Regions from separate parts of the Drosophila melanogaster genome. Here region 2 is linked to region 1. A link is a contact called in public HiChIP or PLAC-seq data. All regions are on one chromosome and are shown on one strand. Each heading gives the region's core, a stretch centred on a gene start, on an enhancer-like site or on the middle of the called end of the contact. The rest is flanking DNA. Distances are from core to core; before and after follow the strand shown.

What was found. HiChIP or PLAC-seq counts read pairs in DNA pulled down with a chosen protein or histone mark.
Region 2: a contact with region 1 is called in an H3K27ac HiChIP or PLAC-seq map of the Kc167 cell line, with 4 times the contacts expected there. The contact joins two enhancer-like sites. A contact is called at or near these places in 1 of 1 datasets of contacts at CTCF or cohesin (the Kc167 cell line), 25 of 107 Hi-C or Micro-C datasets (the Clone 8 cell line, the Kc167 cell line, the ML-DmBG3-c2 cell line and 10 more) and 2 of 6 datasets of contacts at active chromatin or transcription factors (both in the Kc167 cell line).

Annotation. Positions count from the first base shown.
Region 1 is chr2L:16,395,407-16,400,410 of dm6, reverse strand. It overlaps CG5888, which reads left to right. Exons shown (of 4, transcript NM_135950.3): 4 at 1-236. Among named protein-coding and RNA genes, the nearest start is that of jhamt, 32 kb to the right of the region's middle. Within about 2 kb of position 2,855, at least 7 of the 39 cell types and tissues checked have an H3K27ac peak or open chromatin away from gene starts, as enhancers often do.
Region 2 is chr2L:16,469,160-16,474,163 of dm6, reverse strand. It overlaps dac (dachshund), which reads left to right. Exons shown (of 12, transcript NM_165162.3): 5 at 569-964; 6 at 1,092-1,394; 7 at 1,521-2,036; 8 at 2,225-2,308; 9 at 4,909-5,004. Among named protein-coding and RNA genes, the nearest start is that of dac, 14 kb to the left of the region's middle. Within about 2 kb of position 2,668, at least 11 of the 39 cell types and tissues checked have an H3K27ac peak or open chromatin away from gene starts, as enhancers often do.

The DNA.
Region 1 (5,004 bases), core at 1,606-4,105:
AAATAGGCTGAAGCTATTTGTTTCCCGAATAACTTAAAATTAATACTCCCATATATGTTCACCTGCTAAGTATCTTTTGAAATATAACACGATTTGTATCTTTAGTGTAAAAGTTTTGAAATAGTTGCTATCATTAAAGACTATAATTTTATGTTTGCTGATTGTAAGACTATAAAATCGAAAAGTTGGAAATATTACTGTATCAATAAACTTATGAAATAAAGATATTGAAGAATACGAACTTATTTATTTCAGTGCAACTATAACCCTAAAACATTTGGGTATGTCTCTTTTTGAAATTATGGCTATTAACCCCGAAGAAAAGCAAGCGACACACAATAGCATTCCATTTGCCATCGGACGATGACAGGAGTATGGAACTAATATTTGCCAAAAATGCCAAAACAAAACGACTGGCATAAAAATCACAATAAAACAAAACAGTTTAGGAACAACAGGATCCTGCAACCCGAAGGCGACTATTGTACACATGTAGCTTTCCCCTTGCCCATGGTGGGTTGTAAACGAGCGGGCGGGGGGAAATGGTTAGTCGAGAGTCCTGAAAGCTTTCTCCAGTATCGCGCCTTTTGTGTGCGATGTGTGTTTACATGGTGATTTTTTGTTCGCACGCGATATCCTTTTTGCCGTCGCCCAGGATGTTTACCACCCTCCCCCCCCTGGAATGCCACCACCAAGTCCACCGGATTCTATTTCCCTCAGTGTTTGCTCCTTTCGGGCTGTCTGTCATATATGCGAACTATGAAATGGCTGGCAAACATTCAACTATTGTTTGCATTAGTTGGTCTTTTCAGCTTTTCGGTTTGCCCAAATGCTCCGCATAATTGTTGCCGCTGCTTTGTCCATCAAACAATGGGAAAACACCGTGCAACACGGGCAACAATAGCAACATTTGTCGTGAGTTATTTATTTGGGTGTATGGCCAAGTTGCCAAAACACTGCTGTTAATTATGTGGATAGTAAAATTACAACACGCAGAACATCAACTAAATAAAAATTATCCTTAATATTTAGATTGAATATTAAATAATAGTATTCGATAAATATTAAAACAATATTTTCGACTTGTAATAAAAATAAAACAGTATATAAAATAAATTCATATTTATGTAACTTAGCATCTTTAAGTACAAAATTTCCTCATATAAATGAGATTCCTTCTCATTTCCGCAATTGAAATTAATTTTTTTATGTAATTCTTATTCTCTGAATTCTGAGTGCAGCTGAAGGCCAGTGGAATATTGCAATTGCAGGAGGTGTCCTCGTTCTTTGTCGGTGTCATGTCTTCATTGCTGGATGCAAACAGCAACGGCAAACAACGAAACAACCAAACAGAAACAACGGCAGCTGTAAATTTATGCACGCACATGCAGCTGGCTGCATTTTTTGCGATTCCCCACTGTTGCATGTTGCCGCCTTTTTGGGGCGTTTTTCCGCAATGTTGCGAAAGTTTGCAGGCGCAGGTGCAACTGCAGCACGTGGCATGTGCAACAATGATGTCAAACAAAATATGCAGTTGCAGATCTAGAGTGGTCGGCAATTTGGGCGGGTGGGGTATCCAAACAGAGATATTTCTGCCTAGATTGGGTTGTCACCAAGTGTTGTCGACGTGCTGGAAAAACTGGAAAAAAGTGATCTGGAATCCAATGGCTATGTTTGGCCAGGAAAATTGTTGCTTAGACAGATAATCAAATATTTGTGCAACTTTGAGAAAAAATGCTTAAATGGATATATGGTGGACGTCTCACTGCATAAATAACTTAATTTTTTTTAGCCTAAACATATGTTTATGTTTTAATATTTTGTGTTAACATTTAGTTTAATTTTAAACTCAAATTTAACTAATTTTATTTATAATTATAATGCTTAATTTTTAAAGCTTTATTATAGTGCCTATACAATGGCAAAGAAGTAACTTATCAGTTAAATTTTAAAGTTGTCAGTTAGTTTCTTGCTAAGCGAAACTCCTTTCACAACCTTCACGTCAATTTCGGGTAATAACTCCCCCAAGTCAAATATTTCCGCATTACCTCGATCGTCTAATATTGACTGCTCCCCAAACCGCCAAGTCACTTAGCCGGCTTTAACAAATAGCCCAAAGGACAAATGGGCCAGGCGTAGAACAACGACATAAACACATGAATAATGCAGGCTGTTTACTGGCGACCACGCCCACTCGCCGCCAATCGACGAACGCCTAAGCATCGAAATTAGCGCAAATAACAATTAAAAATGCTTGAATGCATTTAATTATTTTGTTGATTGTTTGTGCAAATATGTATGGTCAAATCAGAAAAACTAATCGAAAATGCAATGGGAAAATACATTTTGCGCAAATTAATTAAAATTATCGAGGCGAACGGACAAATCAACACACACAAACCAAAACAAAAAAAACACTGAAATAACAAATGGCAGAGCCAAAGCAACTAATTAATGAGTTGATTAATAAACAATTAGACGACGGCGCAGGGGAAATAGTTACCAAATCGATGCCAATTTATGAGCTGGTAATTGACGCCCACACACACGAAAAATCGGGCCCATAACTCAGCACTTTGGCCAAGTGGCGACTGTTGTAAATCAAGTGGGCCCGAGCCATTGAGCCAACTTGTTTGCCGCTTTTTTTTGGCATGCAAACTTGGCACAGCTGGAGTGGAAAAAAGTCTGGATGGATGGAGGGGGGGGGGGGGGAACTGGCAGTATGCCTCTGCCCACTTCTCAGATCCCCCGACTAGATACCCGAAAATTTTTTAGTTAGCCTCCTTCAACGGCTGGGCGCATAGTGCTAGGCACAAAAGGTGGGTGGAGCAGCTGGGATCCCGGTGGCAGCCACTGCACTTGGCTTCTGCAGTTGCAAATTTCTTACTCCAGCTCACTGTGCGCCTGTGTAGCCCGGCCACGCCCAGCCTTTTTCATTTTCTTATTTTTTTGTTTTTTGTTTTTACTTGGCCCGAGGTTCTTTTTGGGGCTCACACACACACACAGCAACTGGCAAACTGATTGTTCAGATAAGTGGGCCCACGACTTGACTATGCCTCTGGTTGGGCATTACAATACCCGTATTGGTTCAGTACCAAGCGAAAATATGTTAATTGCAGCAGCGCCAAACAGAAGCCCCAAACGGTTGGGGCGGTTGGGGGGCTTTCTTAGTTTCTGGGAGGTGTATCTGATTGTCAGAGTTCAAATAGCAATTGAAATAAACGTCTCAAAAGCGTTAATTGCTTCATTAACGCGCAAATTACCATACAAATGAAGGCATTATCAGCTCTAAATGGATAAGTAAAGTTACTTTTGGTATTTTGGATTTGCATTGTATTTTTTCAAAAGCTTGTAGTGCAAATAGTGTCTTATTTATTTGTTTTTTTTTTAACTGATGTTTCCTGGATTCCAAAGATCGCCCAAGGAATTTCAAAAATGGCAGCAAATTGAAATTAATTTAAAGACACGGGAAAGCGTTAATTGAACAACATTAGGGCCAACATTTGATTGCTTAATTTACATGAAAATTAACTAAACCAGACGCTGGGCGAGAAGGCGAAATCTCGGAGCAGCCGGAATGCCCAAGGAACATGCCAAACTAGAGTCGGAAATAATGGGTCAGGGACCCAGGGAGCAGGAGCCATCCCTTCGCCGGCTTCGAGGACAGTGCGGAGTTCATAAAGACGCAGACCATTAAGACGGTTTAATTCTTGATTTTACACCCTCGTCTTGGGTATAAATATATATATACTTTTTTTGGGTCCAAGGAGTCCGAGAATTCGGTCGTGGCTCATGACCCACGAGGTCTGTCAATTTCTGGGCTCTACGCCCCTCGTCCGTTGTCGTTTTATTTTTAATTTCGTCTGAGCGAGTCTTTTTTATGCCGTCGAGGCTCATTAGATTTGCAAAGTGTTTGGCCTTTCTCCGCTGTCGATGGTGGTCGTTAATGTTATTATGTTGTTGGTCTCTGGACCCCCAAGGTTACTGGCCAAATGCAATTGGATTAATAAATGCCATTAGGCATTGCAAGTGTTTTATTTTTATTCCGTTTTTTGGGATGGATAATTTGTATTTATGCTGTCATTTTATGCCACATTTAAGTCGAGTTATGGGCGAGGACAAAAAGTAAGCATAATAAATTATAAGGGAAAAAAGGTTCCCAACGGAGAATAAAATCAATAAGAACATAAGTAGCTTAAAGAAAATCATATAGTTGAAAACTAATATTGTTAAGAAATTCGTTAAGATGTACTATGCAGAATTATTAGAGAAAATTCATATTGAGCTTTAATTTTACGCCACATTACTTACGCATTATATCGGGCTACCAAAAAAAAAAAAGAAAGTTATGTTGCTGCAGGATATGGGAAAGGAAATGGAAATGAGACAAATGTCAACAATCGCTGGGTTATTTTGACAGTTCATGGGGTGACTTTGTGGGTGTGTCCCCGACACTTGGCAAACAAATTTTCCAGCAGCAATTAGACCAGCGCGTTTTTTATTTTAATATAAATGAAGTGAAATTAAAAGGCAACTGTTGACAAAGGCCAGAGAGTCACATGTGGTCACGGCCAGAGTGACTCCGCCATCAAGTTTGACGCTCATCATCGTCATCAAAGCAGACGCACGTGTCTGGGCGGTCAACTTAGTCCAGCGGCAAATGCTTTTGACACCTTTCACCCGAACGGGTGTGAAAAAGGCCCGAATAAAAGGTCACAAAGCTGGACAATTGCAGAGGTCCCTCTGGTCACTCGGGGTCACTCGGACCCCAAATAACCTTTGCCTGACAGCAGAAACGCCCCGAGTTCACAATAATCAAAAATTCCTGGTCACTTGCTAATGAAGGATTTCAACGGGAGCTCAGTGAACTTGAAATTTGAGGAACTCTGGAATAGCGCATATCGATAACCTTCAGACTGGCACAATTTGAGATATAAGTTTGACAGGTGATTTGCTCAAGAAACTGAGGTCAAAGTTTAGCCAATAAAATGGGTTACACTTTAT
Region 2 (5,004 bases), core at 1,419-3,918, 74 kb before region 1:
CATTTAATGGCCCACTAAATTGTCTAAATGCATATAGTCATATAGTACACATGACAGCATATACATACATGTATATGTACATAGTGCAAACAAATGACAGCCGTAGATACACACGCCAGATAGAAAAGCATCTGTATATTTGCCGTGTGTGTGTGGGTGCATTTAGTTGTTGTGTTTAGTCTGGCCGCTCAGACAATAGACAGGCCATGTATAGGTATATATATATATGTATATATATGTATACAGTATAAAATTTATATGTGGCAGATACAGACAAGAACAGGTGTCAGTTGGGCGAGCCATCAAAATGAAAGGCAAATATTGGCGAGGATGGGCCAATGGACGAGTGAATATGTATTTCGAAATTAAAATATTTAGCAGAGCTCAGGACAGAGGCATGAAGTATTGATTAACGTTAAACTGCCAAGTAAATGTGGCTAATACAAATTAAAGTAAAATGGTTTAAAATTTAAATAATGGAATGGTACTGTCTAGAAAAATATATTAGTTAAGCAAAGTATAGAACGGATTAGCATAACTTAATTTTTAAATTTTTTATGTTTACCAGATATGAAATCGCCACTTTTGGCCAATGGCTACAATCCGCCGCCCATCAATCACATGGCCTTTATGCAGATGAACGCCCACCATCCGGGAGCGGCGGCTCTCATGTCGCCGGGAATGCCGCCCCACGGATTGCACGCCCGTCCCGAAAGTCAGATGCTCAAGGCCGCTGCACAGAACGCTGGCATGTCGGCGGCCAATATGGACGCCTTGGCCAGATCGGGAATCTGGGAGAATTGCCGTGCAGCCTACGAGGACATCGTCAAGCATTTGGAGCGATTGCGAGAGGAGCGAACGGACGAGCGCCAGCAGGCGATGGGTGTGGGTGGTGCGGTCGTCGATCGGGTGGGAAATGTGATGGTGGCCGAGCACAAGCCCAGGGATCTCAGCTCCAGGAATTGTAAGTAGAAGCATTGTAATCTACAAGATAATTTAAATTAACATACTAGCAAACTAGAAACAATACACCAGTCTTATACACGAGTTTTCAAATAAGGTTTTATGTTTTTTAATTCCCTTTTTTTCAGGCTCTCCCACGCGTCAGAGTCCGGTGCTGAATCTTAGCAAGTCCGGCGGAAACACAGACCATGGCGGAAGCAACTGTGACGCGGGCAGTGAGCGCAGCGATTGCCACTCGGTGGCAGGATCACCGGCAAGAGGGGGCTCCCGCAGCCTGGACGAGGGCAGTCGCAGTGGCGTCGGAGGTGGCGTTGCCTCCCATGTGGGCGGCGGCATAATCGGCGTCGAGGACGATGAGGAGGAAGAGGAGAACCTGAGCGACGAGAACCAATCCGAAGTCGATGAACGCTGCCTGGCCAAAGATGACGAAGGTGAGTGGACTTTACATTGATCCGATCCCACTTGTGCGATAAGCAGCAGTGCACAATGTGAGCGATAAACGATAAATGTGACATTTTCTGACTGACTTCGTTCGGAATTCGTGTCTTTTCTGACAGATTTGAGTGACACGGAACGTGATAATCTGTCCACGGGCTCAGCGGCCGCTGCAGCGGCTGCAGCGGCAGCGGCCGCACACCAGCTCCACCAGCATGCCGCCTCGCACCACCACCAGACGGTGGGTCTGTCCCATCTGGGTGTGGTGCCTCCACACCAGCGGGGCTCCCCCTCATCGGCGGAGGCAGCGGCAGCCGCGCTTCAGCACCAAAGAGCCTTGAACTACTCCCAATTGGCCGCAGCTGCAGCTGTGGCAAACGGGGCGGCAGTGGGTGGTGGTGCGGTGGCCAATGGGCCCACCGGCGGCGGTGGTGCCCTCACCCCCAACGAGGCGCTCCTGGCCGCCAACGATGCGGCCGCCCTGGCCGGAGGTCTGGCCCTGGGCCCCTTGGGCATCGATGCCCATGCCGCCGTGCCAGCCAGCTCCACGGAAACGCTGCTCAGGAATATTCAGAGCCTGCTCAAGGTGGCCGCCGATAATGCCAGGCAGCAGGAGCGGCAAATCAGCTACGAAAAGGGTGAGTCTTTGATTTGAAGTCTAGATATATATTAGTAGGAGTTCCATTTGATAAAAAGTATATATGACTGCATGAAAACGTATATTATTAAAAATGTTTCGAGTTTAAATTGCAGTTTGTTTTTTAAAGTAATGATTTAATTTCCAGCATTACTAATTTTTAAAATCTCCGTTCAAATATACTTTTAGCTGAGCTCAAGATGGATGTTTTAAGAGAACGCGAAGTGAAAGATTCGTTGGAACGCCAGCTGGTTGATGAACGTAAACTGAGAGGTGAGTAAATAAATTAATATAATTAATTAATTATATAAGACTCATGAAAATTCCGCCCCCTAAGCTTTAGAATATGTATTCCCATTTCTGATAGATATCTTCTAGTTGCGTCTTCAAATCTTCTTGAACCGCAAACCGGTTCACATTAGCGTCATTTCACTGTGAGTGGCGATCCATCCACAGTTGGTGCAGCAAATCGGTCCTGACAGTGCGCCACATTCGCATCCATGTCCACATTTAGCTCCAGATTCAGATTCATACTCACATCACGGCCAGCTCCTTCGCTCGTCCTATGCCGATTCCGACTCCAATCGGGCGCACTTAATGCAATCTGACTCAAATGACAATGACACCTGATATGCCGACTGTCTGCGAATGCCCCCCTCTTAACCCCTCGTTGGCCCCCTTAACCCCTCCACTCTGGTGGTCGTCGCCAGGTTGCGGGCTAAAAAGAAAAAAAAATATAAAGGGTTTTAGGGCTCAGGCTGCCGTTCTGTCTCTTGGCCTTTTTCAACAGAAATCACAATTCAAATGAATTTAATATCATTTCATTATTTAGTTACACTCGAATGATTGGCAAAAAGTAGCTAAACAAAAATGTGGAGCGAATTGGAGTTGAGAATGGGGATTGGGAAGTGGAATCCGAGTTGCACATACAGAAATCCTTTAATTGGTTGTTCTTCTGGCGTTTCCTTGTGATGACTTCTTGAAAAGACCTTAAAAGGGTTGTCAGGGGTTAAGGGTTGATTACCTTTCGAAAAGGCAGCGATGGTAAAGAACTAAGCCTAATTGAGAGAAAAGTTCTGAAAACAGAATCCACTCAACCAATTAACCAAACATAAAACTTAAAGAAGCTTTATATGAATTGAAAAGGGTATTTGATAATGTGTTGTTCTACACAAAAATAATAACTATGGCTTTAAGAAAAATTTTCGATTTGCAAATTGGAAAATTAACTAGTTTGAAGTAATTTCATGTAATGTTCCAATCAAAAACTATTTTACTCAGTAATTTTTCAATTGCACTTTTTAAAAATTGATCCATATATCGGCGGCCACTTTGTAATCAATAATCGCAATTCATTAGGCTTACAACTACTAAAGTTTGCAACCCTCAAATTTAGAAGCCGCCCAAAAAAAAACCGCCACCCAAAAAAACCAGAGCTCCACCCAAAAATTCAAAAAAAAAAAAAATAAAACAGAGAAAAAACCAAGAAAGAAACGAAAACAGCAGAATTACAATGCGAAAACAAAGGGAACCAGGGCAGACTATAATTGCCCACCGACTGACCGACCCGGCCATAACTTAATCTCCGCCTTTCCCCTTACTTTGTGGGAAAATTATGGAGGGAAATGCCGCACATAAATCAGCAAACGAAAACCGAAAAAAAAATTGCATGCAACTATGCAAAATGCCACACACGCATACATAGACATCTAATTGCAACTAATAATAACGCCGGCGATAAAAATCACAGCCATGTACGGGCTTGAGTTTCCACTTTTCGAGTTCCAGAACATGGCAACAATTGGCCATTTGCTGTGGGTGAGCGTGGGTGCTGGCGTTTTGGAATGGCGCAAAATCGAATCGAATCGCATCGCATGGAATATGGAATGGAATGGTGCTGCGGATGGAGGGCAATGCCATCAGCCGATCCTCGCTGAAATTCAATATGCCAGCAACAGATTTTGGATTTGATTTGAGGTTGATTTTGTGGCTCCACCCTCAAAACGGCTGTCACCACGCTTCATCGCATCCATCCGCATCGGTGCAGTCGATCAGGTGCACTGGCAAAAATGTTCTGTGCTAACGAAAAATTCATATCAAAATTAAATAAATTATTGAACTATATGGACAAACTTTATACAGAAGTTTTCTGAAACTTTTGCTGTTTCAGGAGCTTGATGTTTTCTTTTTTTGTAGATAACAGACTTAAGATTGAAATAGGTTGTTTTTATTTAAATTTTTTTAATATAATTTGAAAATTACTTTAAAACCCTAAAAAAAATACAAAGCTGTTGTGCCGCCTCGTTCATTTGTTTCTGTGCACTTTTTCTATGGCCCGCGATCTGGAATGATTGCAAGTCAGGATCAATAAACATAATTGCGCCCACACACACGGCCGGATGCGCACTTGAATTGGCACAGGCAACGAGCCAGAGAACTGGAGGCCACAACCAAAGCCCAAAACCCGATCGTAAGCCAGAACCAGAAAACCGGGGAGACCCAGAATCGTTTGAATCGATCAAATTACCAGTTACCAGTACGAGATCGCCGCACGATCTATCTATCTATCGCTCATTTGGGCTCAGTATTTGCTGTTGTTCTGTTTTCTTCTCCTATCTCCTGACATTTCCGTGGAAGGAATTTTGTGTTAATGTTCGCATCATGATTTGTGCAGAATGGTGGTGCTTTCGCAGGGATCAGTGGGTCAGTGATAGCAATCTATCTGTTTAGAAATACAATCCTGCGAAGTGCAATCAATTCGATACTTGCGTATTTTTGAAGTATTTTTGGAAATATAAGCTATCATTGTTTTAACTTGCGCTTAAAATCATGTTTAATAAGTATTTTTTTTTTCTTTTTTCTCTCAATTTTAGTGCTTTACCAGAAGCGCTTCCGACGCGAGCGAAAGATCCGCATCCGCTATCAGCAGCAGCTTGGTGGCGGCAGCGGTGCGGTGAAGGGCAGTCCGA